2 separate regions of the Gossypium hirsutum genome follow, and region 1 is linked to region 2. The links are chromatin contacts, called in public Hi-C maps. All regions are on one chromosome and are shown on one strand. The core of a region is the stretch at or near the end of the contact, and the rest is flanking DNA. Distances in the headings are between cores, read along the strand shown.

What was found. Hi-C and Micro-C count contacts between places; a contact is called where the count stands out from the background.
Region 1: a Hi-C map of leaf shows a contact between it and region 2, with 2.6 times the contacts expected there. The contact joins the enhancer-like site here to the promoter of LOC107955142 in region 2. A contact is called at or near these places in 6 of 34 Hi-C or Micro-C datasets (callus, hypocotyl, leaf and 1 more).

Annotation. Positions count from the first base shown.
Region 1 is chrD04:12,411,280-12,416,433 of Gossypium_hirsutum_v2.1, forward strand. No RefSeq gene overlaps it. Among protein-coding and RNA genes, the nearest start is that of LOC107955147, 26 kb to the left of the region's middle. Within about 2 kb of position 3,177, at least 2 of the 9 cell types and tissues checked have an H3K27ac peak or open chromatin away from gene starts, as enhancers often do. A contact at or near this core is called in leaf, where this site is marked.
Region 2 is chrD04:12,306,825-12,311,567 of Gossypium_hirsutum_v2.1, forward strand. It overlaps LOC107955142, which reads left to right and starts at 1,728. Exons shown (of 6, transcript XM_016890869.2): 1 at 1,728-2,240; 2 at 2,834-2,918; 3 at 3,203-3,375; 4 at 3,495-3,570; 5 at 3,675-3,737; 6 at 3,870-4,128. The coding sequence starts at 2,082. The coding sequence ends at 3,691.

The sequences.
Region 1 (5,154 bases), core at 1,927-4,426, 110 kb after region 2:
TACAGACTTACACTCAACTATTCATACATATCTTCAACATTTACAACCTAGTGGATATGGTTTTAAAATAAAAATTACAAATGAGTATACAACAAACAACTACAATCATTATATGAAGGGTTGCAGTTGTTAGGACTTGTGGACAAATCTCTGAACATGATTACATTATTTCTATTTATTACAACAGACTCGACCATGCCTGCCCAAACCTACTTTGCATGCATAATAGCCCACTTCACCATTCTTTTGGTGTAGCCCTAGCATCGTCCCTTCTGGCACAGGCCTTAATCAACTTACTTGTGACATAAAACACTAAGGTAAGTTCATGAGAACTTAGTGAAATGAACTCCATTTACCTGTATCATCTCATTACAATTCATTTGGTAATTTCATTATCATCTCATTGTTCCTCATTCTTTAACTTGACTTTGGCGAGTATCTTTCTTCTTCATACAATAGACGTCATACCTTGCTTTATGACTACTCCTAACCCTTAGCATCTTCAAAACCTTATGTTTTTCACCCAGCCTTTTCATGATTTCCTTAATTGTTCCCATTCTAGAACCCATACCTATAAAACACTGTTGATCGAGTTATTCTTCTAGTCTACTTGGTCATACTATGAATTCACTACATTCCCTAGCATGTTCTATCTTCTCTGGACATATCTTAAGACTATGCAGGATATACCACAACATTTCCTACGGAACTGTTTCTTCAGAGTTCGCTATACGTACTATTCCTTCAAAGTTCATCATATGTACTATTCCTTCAGATTTGCCATACGTACTATTTGTTCAAAGTTTTTCATACTTACCATTTTTTAGAGTTAGCCTTACATATCATTCTTTCAGGGTTTGTCATACTTGTCATTTCTCTCTTTCAAGGTCTGTGACAAAAGCGTTTCCTTTAGATGATTTCCATAAGGGCCTTCCTTTAAAAGGCGCCATGAAGGCGTTCCTTTCCATAGATCGTTACAAAGGTTTCCATTTCATAGATTGCTACAAACGCTTCCATTTTATGTTGTGTTCACGATAGGGATTCGCTTAGACTCACATTATGTGAGGTTTGCCCCTAATTGTCTTGGATCACGTAGAGAACTCCATTAGGTGATAACCTTCATTTAGTTCTTTCCATATGATGCCATAACCTACCAGTTATGGTCTTATACAATATGGTCTTTCCATATGACGCCATAGCCCACCAGCTATGGTCTTACACAGTATTGTTCCATGGACTTTTCCTTTCAAAGAATCGTGTTTAAAGTCTCAACAGACTCTTTTAGATGACTCCGTTGAGACAGACAAAAACTCACTTAACAATTATTTCATGCTTTGATTCCATACATAAGTTAACATACATTTCATTTCATATCATCTCATGCATTCCAAAAGTACTCATATAGTTTCATTTCATCATTAGAACAACTGTCTCATGCTTAACCTATCAGTTTCTTCATGAACTATACATGCACGACTCATTTAGCGTTCACAATCTGGCCATTTTCTATAGAAACATCACAATTAATACCTTACATGTGAAAGTTAACTTAGGGATTCACCTGTCAAGAATGTATAGTAGGTTGAGCTCTAGATCCAAGATCCTTTTAGGAGTTACAGTAACCACTGCCTCTTAAAACAAAAGAACACCATAAAAATTCATTCGGATAACTTTTCCATCATCTTAAATACAAATAACCTATAAACAAAGCCTTACTTTTTTAGGCATTCATGTAGATCTACTTTTCAGAGTCATAAAACTCACCTCGACATGGACAAATTTATAGAAGAATCTAGAGGTTAGGATCTAGCTTAAAGAAAAATGCTTCTCCTTTCCTCCAGCCATAGGTTTTAATATTTCTAAAAGAGAAGAGAACTCCCTTTATTTCAACTTGAAGACCTATTAAAATAGTCCAAAGTCTTTATTGGAACTTGATAAATGTCACATCACCACTGACTTATCTTATCAAGGGTCTACAAATTCTGAGGAAACTAATTCTGTACTTTCCCTTTCTCTTTTAAATATCATGGTTCTCGTTCGGTTAGTTCCTAACCAACTTACGTTATAACTTAAATTGTACAGTATCATGGGGAAAATGGTATACTACTTCTAACGTGGGCTTATACCTTCAGTATCTATTTACCTGACCACATTATTCTTCTATCAATTCACAATTATCTAGCGTGGAACTCTTAACATCTTGAACATACAATTGTGTCTGCCCCCATAATGCTTCAAAAAGAGCACTTGGGCAGTTACAAATTCGCCAATTGTACTTTTCAAAGGCTACGCAGGACTTTGTGCCAGCAAGAACTGAGGCGTTATAGGCTTGCTCAAAGAATTCTTATACTTATTCAACTTCTTATACTTTACACACACTCAAAACTTACTATTTATGCCTTCCTTCCATAAACATCGTTTGAACACTAGGGTTTCATCGGGTAGGATGCTGCATAATAAGCTAGCGGACATATATAATTAGGGCTCAAATAATTTATAATTAAATTTTAATTTTTCACCTATTAATTATAAACTTACTTAGTAATAAATTCATTCCATTATAATATCGTGATTGAGCTCTCCCCAGTTACATACCATTACAAAAGCTACTCAATAAGTGCTCATCCAATGACCTTGTCATAAGTGTGTTACCCTCATAAGATATCATTAATCTCTTTGGGATAAATTCATTCTCCCAATATGATCCTATTTTATCTCATAGTAGCCATTTATAGTTTACCCAAAAGTAGTTGTAATCATTTAAATTTGTCACAAGTACTTACAATTGTAATTTTATAAATATTATCACAAAAAATAAATAATTGTACCAACTTAACAATAATTACAAATGCAATAGTCTTAATTAGTATAGAGTGATAATTAAAAATTTTGTTAAACACTCATTTGACACGAATTCAAACCATGTTATCCTTATCTCCATCCGTATAATATATAAAAGAAAACATGTTAGGCCTTTAAATTTAAATCTTGTAAATTATAAAGACTAAATTTATAACTTTACTGACTATTTCCTTTTCAACCACAACTGCGTTTTTCTTGTAGTTAAAACCCAGGTGATAGCATGGGCTAGCTAATAGCAACCAACCATTCTTGTGGGTAGTTAGGCCTGGACCAATCCATGGTTTAGAATGGCTTCAACCACTGCTAAATGGTTTCTGGAAACATTGAGTGGTAGCCTAGGAGGGTACATATGGTTTAATGGGCTCCTCAAGACAAGCCTTAGCTCATCCAGCTTGGTAGCTTTTTGGACTCACAAATCACAAGTCCCGCCTTTAACTTGGAATGCTACACCAACACAATAAATACAAATAAATTTAGAAAAAAAAAGAAAGATAATACAAATATGAAAGAAATTATATGAAAACCATAAATTTTATATAAAGAAAATATCTTTTTTGAAAATTTATATAAATATAACATTTTAAACATGATTATAATATACAAATTAATATGCACCATGTTCTATATTATTATAATTTGAGAGTACAAGTGAAAGGGGTCATAATTAAGGACGGAACCAAGATAAAATATCAAGGAGTGGCCAAGCATAGTAGTTTGTACTATTTTAATACTAAATAATTTAAGTTTTATTCTGATAAAAAATTTTGATTTGATTAATACAACTTGTATTGATGCGTATCAATTCGTACTATTTGATATAGGATTTTAATATTTTATTTTTAAATATTTTTAAATATTTTATAAGTTTGGATAAAAAAGAATTATAAATAACCCTAAAATATATGTAAAAATTAAATAATATCCCTATGAATTAATTGAACAGCACACAATCTTATGAGAATCACCAACCACACTACTGATTTTCACAATCACAAACAAAAGAAAGAAGAGTAATTTTAAAATATACAAAAAATTGTTGAGGTATACCTTTTTGTGAAGAAAAGTTCCAAATCTCTTGAACCAATCTTTAGAAATTGCTAAATATATTGCTTTAATATCATGAAAAATTAATTTCTTTTTAGAAACATATTTGAAATAATTTAAAAATAAGAAAAAAAAAACTCTAAACTTACAAACCCAAAAGAAAAAAAAACTCACAAACTTACGGTATGAAAATTTAACAACAAAATGGTGTGATGTGAATAGTGAATTAGTGGTTTGTTAAAAGATAGCTAAAAAATTATTGAACACAATTCAATCATCAGATTTCATGTTTCATTCATGTAGATCACATATGTTAAGTTTGGAGTAAATTAAATATTTAATTATTTGTTTTATGTAAAAATTTTGAAACTTTGAATATATATTAATATAAACATTATTTTAGATCGATATGATAAAGATATCAGATTGATTCAAATATTTACAAGTATGACAAATACAATTATATTGATAAATTCAATAATTGGATTGTTAAAATATTAGTTATAATAAAAGTTACAAAGTGCATCCCTCCCTTTTATATATATATATCCGTGAATAAGCACTTGCTCTTAACAATTAAGTAAAAGACACTTACCCCTATCAAGTTTAATGTAAAATTATCCCTATAGTTTCAAGAATATCTACTTATCTCTCTCAAGTTTGAAAAAAAATCCCACAAACCCCTTTAAAATCTATTTACTAAGCAAACCTTAAATAAAAAAAGACAATTATCTCTTTTTATTATTCATCAATTCATTTTCTATTTGATTTATTCATTTCTCTTTTAATTAAAAAATAACGAAATTTTAATTACATATGAAATCCTACAAAATGAAATATATTTGACTTCTTTCATTAAAAAATTATATTCAACTTCAACTAAAAGTAAATATTTTAAATTTATATTTAATTTAATTATATATTAATCTTGATACATTCATTAAATTATTTTATGTAAAATTAATTAGTTACCATTATTAAAAAAAATTTCATGGAAATTTTATTAAAATATAAAAGTAAAAAATTATCTCAAGATTAATATTATAATTAAATAATTAACATGTATTTGTATAGAAAAATCATTAAATAAGAAACAAACCGTAAAAGAGATGACAATAAAATAAAATAAAATTATAACTTTTATCTCAAGTGATAGTCTAGTTACCTATAAGTGTCTTATAGCATATTGGGCACATATTTATATCCCACCAAGAGTAAATGTTGAGATTTCTTTAGTGGGTGACCATG
Region 2 (4,743 bases), core at 478-2,977:
TAATTAAAATAAAACTTTTTGAAAATTTAAGAGGTAAATATTTTAATTTATCTTCTTTTAATTTCAAATTAATAATACCATGTGAATAATACTATTTGGTATGTTGAAATGCATGGTAATACAACCTATCATCCACCATGATAATACTACATCACATAATTATTGGTCTCGGGCGGTTGGGTGCCTAAATTTTTATGTTTACAATGTTAATGCTTAAGTTAATAATTTTTACGATTGGTGAGTGATTGTTAAAATATTATTTGTATACTTTATTCATAACATTTGATAAAAAATCATAACTAAAAATATATTTTATATATGATAAATAATTTACAAGATAAATTTTGAGATATAAGTTCTTTTAGGAACACAAATTAAATTTCGGCTATATATGTCCTCTTTTTTTCTTCCATAAAATTGTATAACAAAAGAATATTTTAAGTGGGATTCATTTGAATTTAATAAAGATAGCTTTATACAACTTGTACTATATATTAAATTTTTGATTGAGTTGTTATTATGAGTTAATCGAGAATCAACTCAATTAATAATTATTAAAATACAATTACTTTATAAAATAAATTATATTATTTAATGATGTTTTTATTTTTTATATTTTTTATATAAATATTATACACCCAATAAGATTTGACTTAAGACACTATATTTTTCAACATATTTATTTTACCATTTCAACAAAAGACTCAATTGTTTTATATATTATTTTTATAATATATTTATTACATATATTATTAATATCCTCAGTATAAAGATTGAAGGTAATTTAGGAATCATATTAAAAAATTAATCATATATTCTTAATGATCGTTATTGCAAGGAAGCCGGGCTGGCTCTAAAAGAAGTTTACAAAGTGTTGTAGATAAAGTGGTACTTTCATTACCCACAATTGCCATATAAGAGTATGAGCTCAAATCTCGTTAAGAGCAAATGTTGGCATTTCCTCGTGAATGGAGGCACTCTCACTCCATGAACCCTCTGAGGCTCTTAGTAGAGTCGGGAGACAAAACTTGAATAAAATTGGGCATAGATACCTCAGGTCCAAACCGACCTGTTGAGAGGTTTATTGACTCCGGACAAATGACACTTCACAGATTTTTTTCGGAAGCTCGACTTCCCCTCAACAATGTAATCTATTAACATAATACAATATATATTTGTTTATTTTTACAATGACTTATATTTTTTTTGTTCAAATGAGAATGTATAATTAATTGTAACATTAGTACAAAAAAAAATACTAAAGATCTTAAAAACATTTGATAGCTTAAGAGAAATAACAACAGTTGCAGACTTGACATAAAAATCAAACCATACCAAAAAGGAGCAAACAATTTATATTATATCTAATAATTTTATAAAGAAATAATTATGTACAGATAATACGTATATTTGAGTCATATTCTTTATTAAAAAAAAAAAGAAGTACCCAAGGAGACACGTGGCAAACAAGGGTTGGAATTGAATCAAATGAGATGTCCAACTTGTGTTTGGTGTTTGAATGATACATGCATAGCCATTTGTCAAAAAACCAGACATAAAAAATGAACGAATTCACATGGGTTTTCCTTTTCTAGGCTTTAGCAAAAATACCCTTTGTCTAATTCTCTTTCGATCTTCAAAATGGGATTGAACAAAAGGAGCTCAAACAGTGAAAACCCCCTTTTCTTGGGCTTATAAATAGGCTTGGATCCTTTGCCAACCAACAAACATATCTCTACATCTGCACTGCAAACTCTTCACGTGTTTCTCAGCTTTCTCTGTCCCTCTCTTTTGCTTTCCTTCTCTTACCTCCTTCCTACCTCTCTTGCACTCTTCTTTACTTTTATCTCTTTGGTTTGTTTCTTTTGTTTTGTGAGAAAAAAGAAAATCTTATCCACTGGCCTGACATTGCCAGCCACCTTTTTGTCTTTGTCTTTCTTGTTCGGTCTCGTTCTTTGAGGGTTGTTTATTGTTTTAAGATATATATATCTCAAAGAGTAGTTTTGTTCGTTGGTTGACAAAGAAAGATAGTTTTTTTAAACCCCAAAAAGGAAAAAAAAAAGTTTACTTATTTTTCTGGTATGGAAAACAAAAGGCAAGTGAGTGGCTCTTCATCATCATCATCATCATCATCTTCATCGTCTGTTTCTTTGGATCATCTCTTTGGTCCAAAGGACTCTTCTTCTTCATCAACTACCACAACTGGGCTTTTTGGGACTATTTTTCCCCCTCCATCAGTGGTAAACCCTTTTGCTCTGCATTTTCTATCCATAAAATGATACAGCTTTGTTGATTTTGACGAAAAAAGAAATACCCTTTTACTCATTAGTTACCTATTTACTTGCAGACATGTGAAATTATGATACTGGGGGATAATATACTTTGATTGGAAGTAACTGAGAAGTTGATATATTTAGGATAAAGCTGGTTTAATTGTATTTAGGGTTTGTATATTTCTTTTTCTAACATTATGGATTTATATATTTCAAGTGAATGATTCTTTAAAAAAGATGCAAAGAGATGCTTTATATAATACACTAAAATTCTATACATCATGTGCTTGGATATATTCACTAAGTGGATAGATGCTAGCTAGTGGGGTTTACCGGTCAATTTTTCTTTGTAACATCTTAAATTTGCAAAGTTAATATGTATATTCCAATGCTAGCTAGTGGTGGGCGAAAAGTTGGCTTTGGACTTTGCATTAATGGAATTATTGGTGACCTCTGGCTATGTATGGCTTGTTTTAATTGTGGTTATCCATTTTTGTTCTAATTTTTATAGGTTTTTAATGGTGAATAGATCTAAATTGTTCTCTCTTTTCTGATTTCAGGTGCTGGGGAGGGACTCAACTCACTCCGGAATTAGAGGTTCATGGAATACTCAGGGTTTGCCCCATCATGCCAGATATGGAACAGGTTTTTTTGTTGCCTTCTTGTATTAATTTTTAGCATTTCTCCTTGCATTTTTCTCCTAGTTTTCTTCTGTTTGACATATTTGGATATATATATATATGTGCGCGCTTGACACGTATCTGAATACGAGGATATGATATATAAAAAAATTAAACATGTAGATTAATTATGTTAGTTATAATAAAACTTCATGTGGGATCTTAATGAGAATAGTTAAGTTTGGTTTATAGTCAAGCAAGAAACAAAAATGAGAGATGAGAATGTTGCTCATGCATGTTTTGTTTCAGATCATAACACTGATTATAGCAAGGGACAAAGCAGCAGCACAAGGAATAAAGACAAGAGTTCATCCGTTTATCACAATGAAACAGTGGAACCTAGCTATCTCAGCTCATCTATTTACTATGGAGGCCAAGAAAACTATTCTCCAAGGAAGAAAACCACTGAGTCTCCCCCCTATGTAAGTATATAACATATGCATTACAATATTCCTTAAGGTGTATTAGGAGGGATCTCTGTACATTTTAAATTGATAATTAGGAGGGATTTCTCATTTTCTTGTATCATCTGTTTTGACAGTTTCAAAAAGATGGGGGAGATGATGATCTCAATGGAAACAATTCTAATGGTGCTTCAAGAGGAAATTGGTGGCAGGGTATGAAGAAGCATTAGCTTTAGGGTGATAAATGAATAATTACTCTTCACTTCCCGTACAAGTAATTGGATAATCTTTAAACAACTCTTCTTTGTTTGGTGCAGGCTCACTTTATTACTAACATCTTAATCCTAAATAATCCAAGTTTCCTATCCCAAAACTGTAAGGTGTGTATGTATATATATATGTATAATACTCTGCTGGCATAATATTACTTCATGTAGTACATGAATGAGACTGCTTTGTATTTTCCTTTGAATCCAACTGATTTGAATGATGTAAATGGATTTACTTTGCAGGAAGTAGGGCTGGTTGTATGATCAAAACCTTATTACTGCTATGAACAATAAGCTGGTAGATATAGCCTAGCATTGCAGTAGAACCATATATATATATATATATATAGCTTAGGACATAGTGGAAGAATATTAGGTTCTTTTTGTCTCAACTCTCCCACTTGAACAAGTCTCATCCTGTAAGCTTATGTATTTATAGCAGTCAGTTTGTGAAATCTTGTATTTTATTTCTTTTCAATATATATAATCTATTTTCTATGAACTCCATTTTAACTATGGACCAAAATATCTTTCCAAAATATTTAATTTAAAAATTAAATAAATACCTGTAATATTAAATTTAAAAGTTTAAAATAATTTTTATATATTTTAAGATATTTTGTAGACTTCACAAGTAGAGTTGAGATTTTGACATGGGTTCTTAATTCGTGTTTAAAATTCTTTTTTAAAATAAATAAAACATGTGACAAAATCTCAACTTAATTGTGGAATAAAAACTTTCTACCAACCAGTATGTACCAAACAATTACCTATAAAGCAATATTTTTAAAGTAATTATATTTTTTAAAATAAGAGAGAAGTAAATATATGAGATAAATCACAAAACAACAAATGAATTTTAGTTTAATTTATAATTTTATACATTAAATTTTGATTTGATTTAATTCTTACAAACTATTAACACGGTTACCGATTTAATATCATTTTATGTTTATATATTACATATGTAAATAATTATATTTATCCAATATAAAAATAAATTGATATAATTATTTCTTTAAAGGTGTATGATTGAATCAAAATTAAAATTTTATGTATACATTTGAACCACAATCAAAATTTTATGTGTATAATTGTACTGAACCAAAGTTCATGT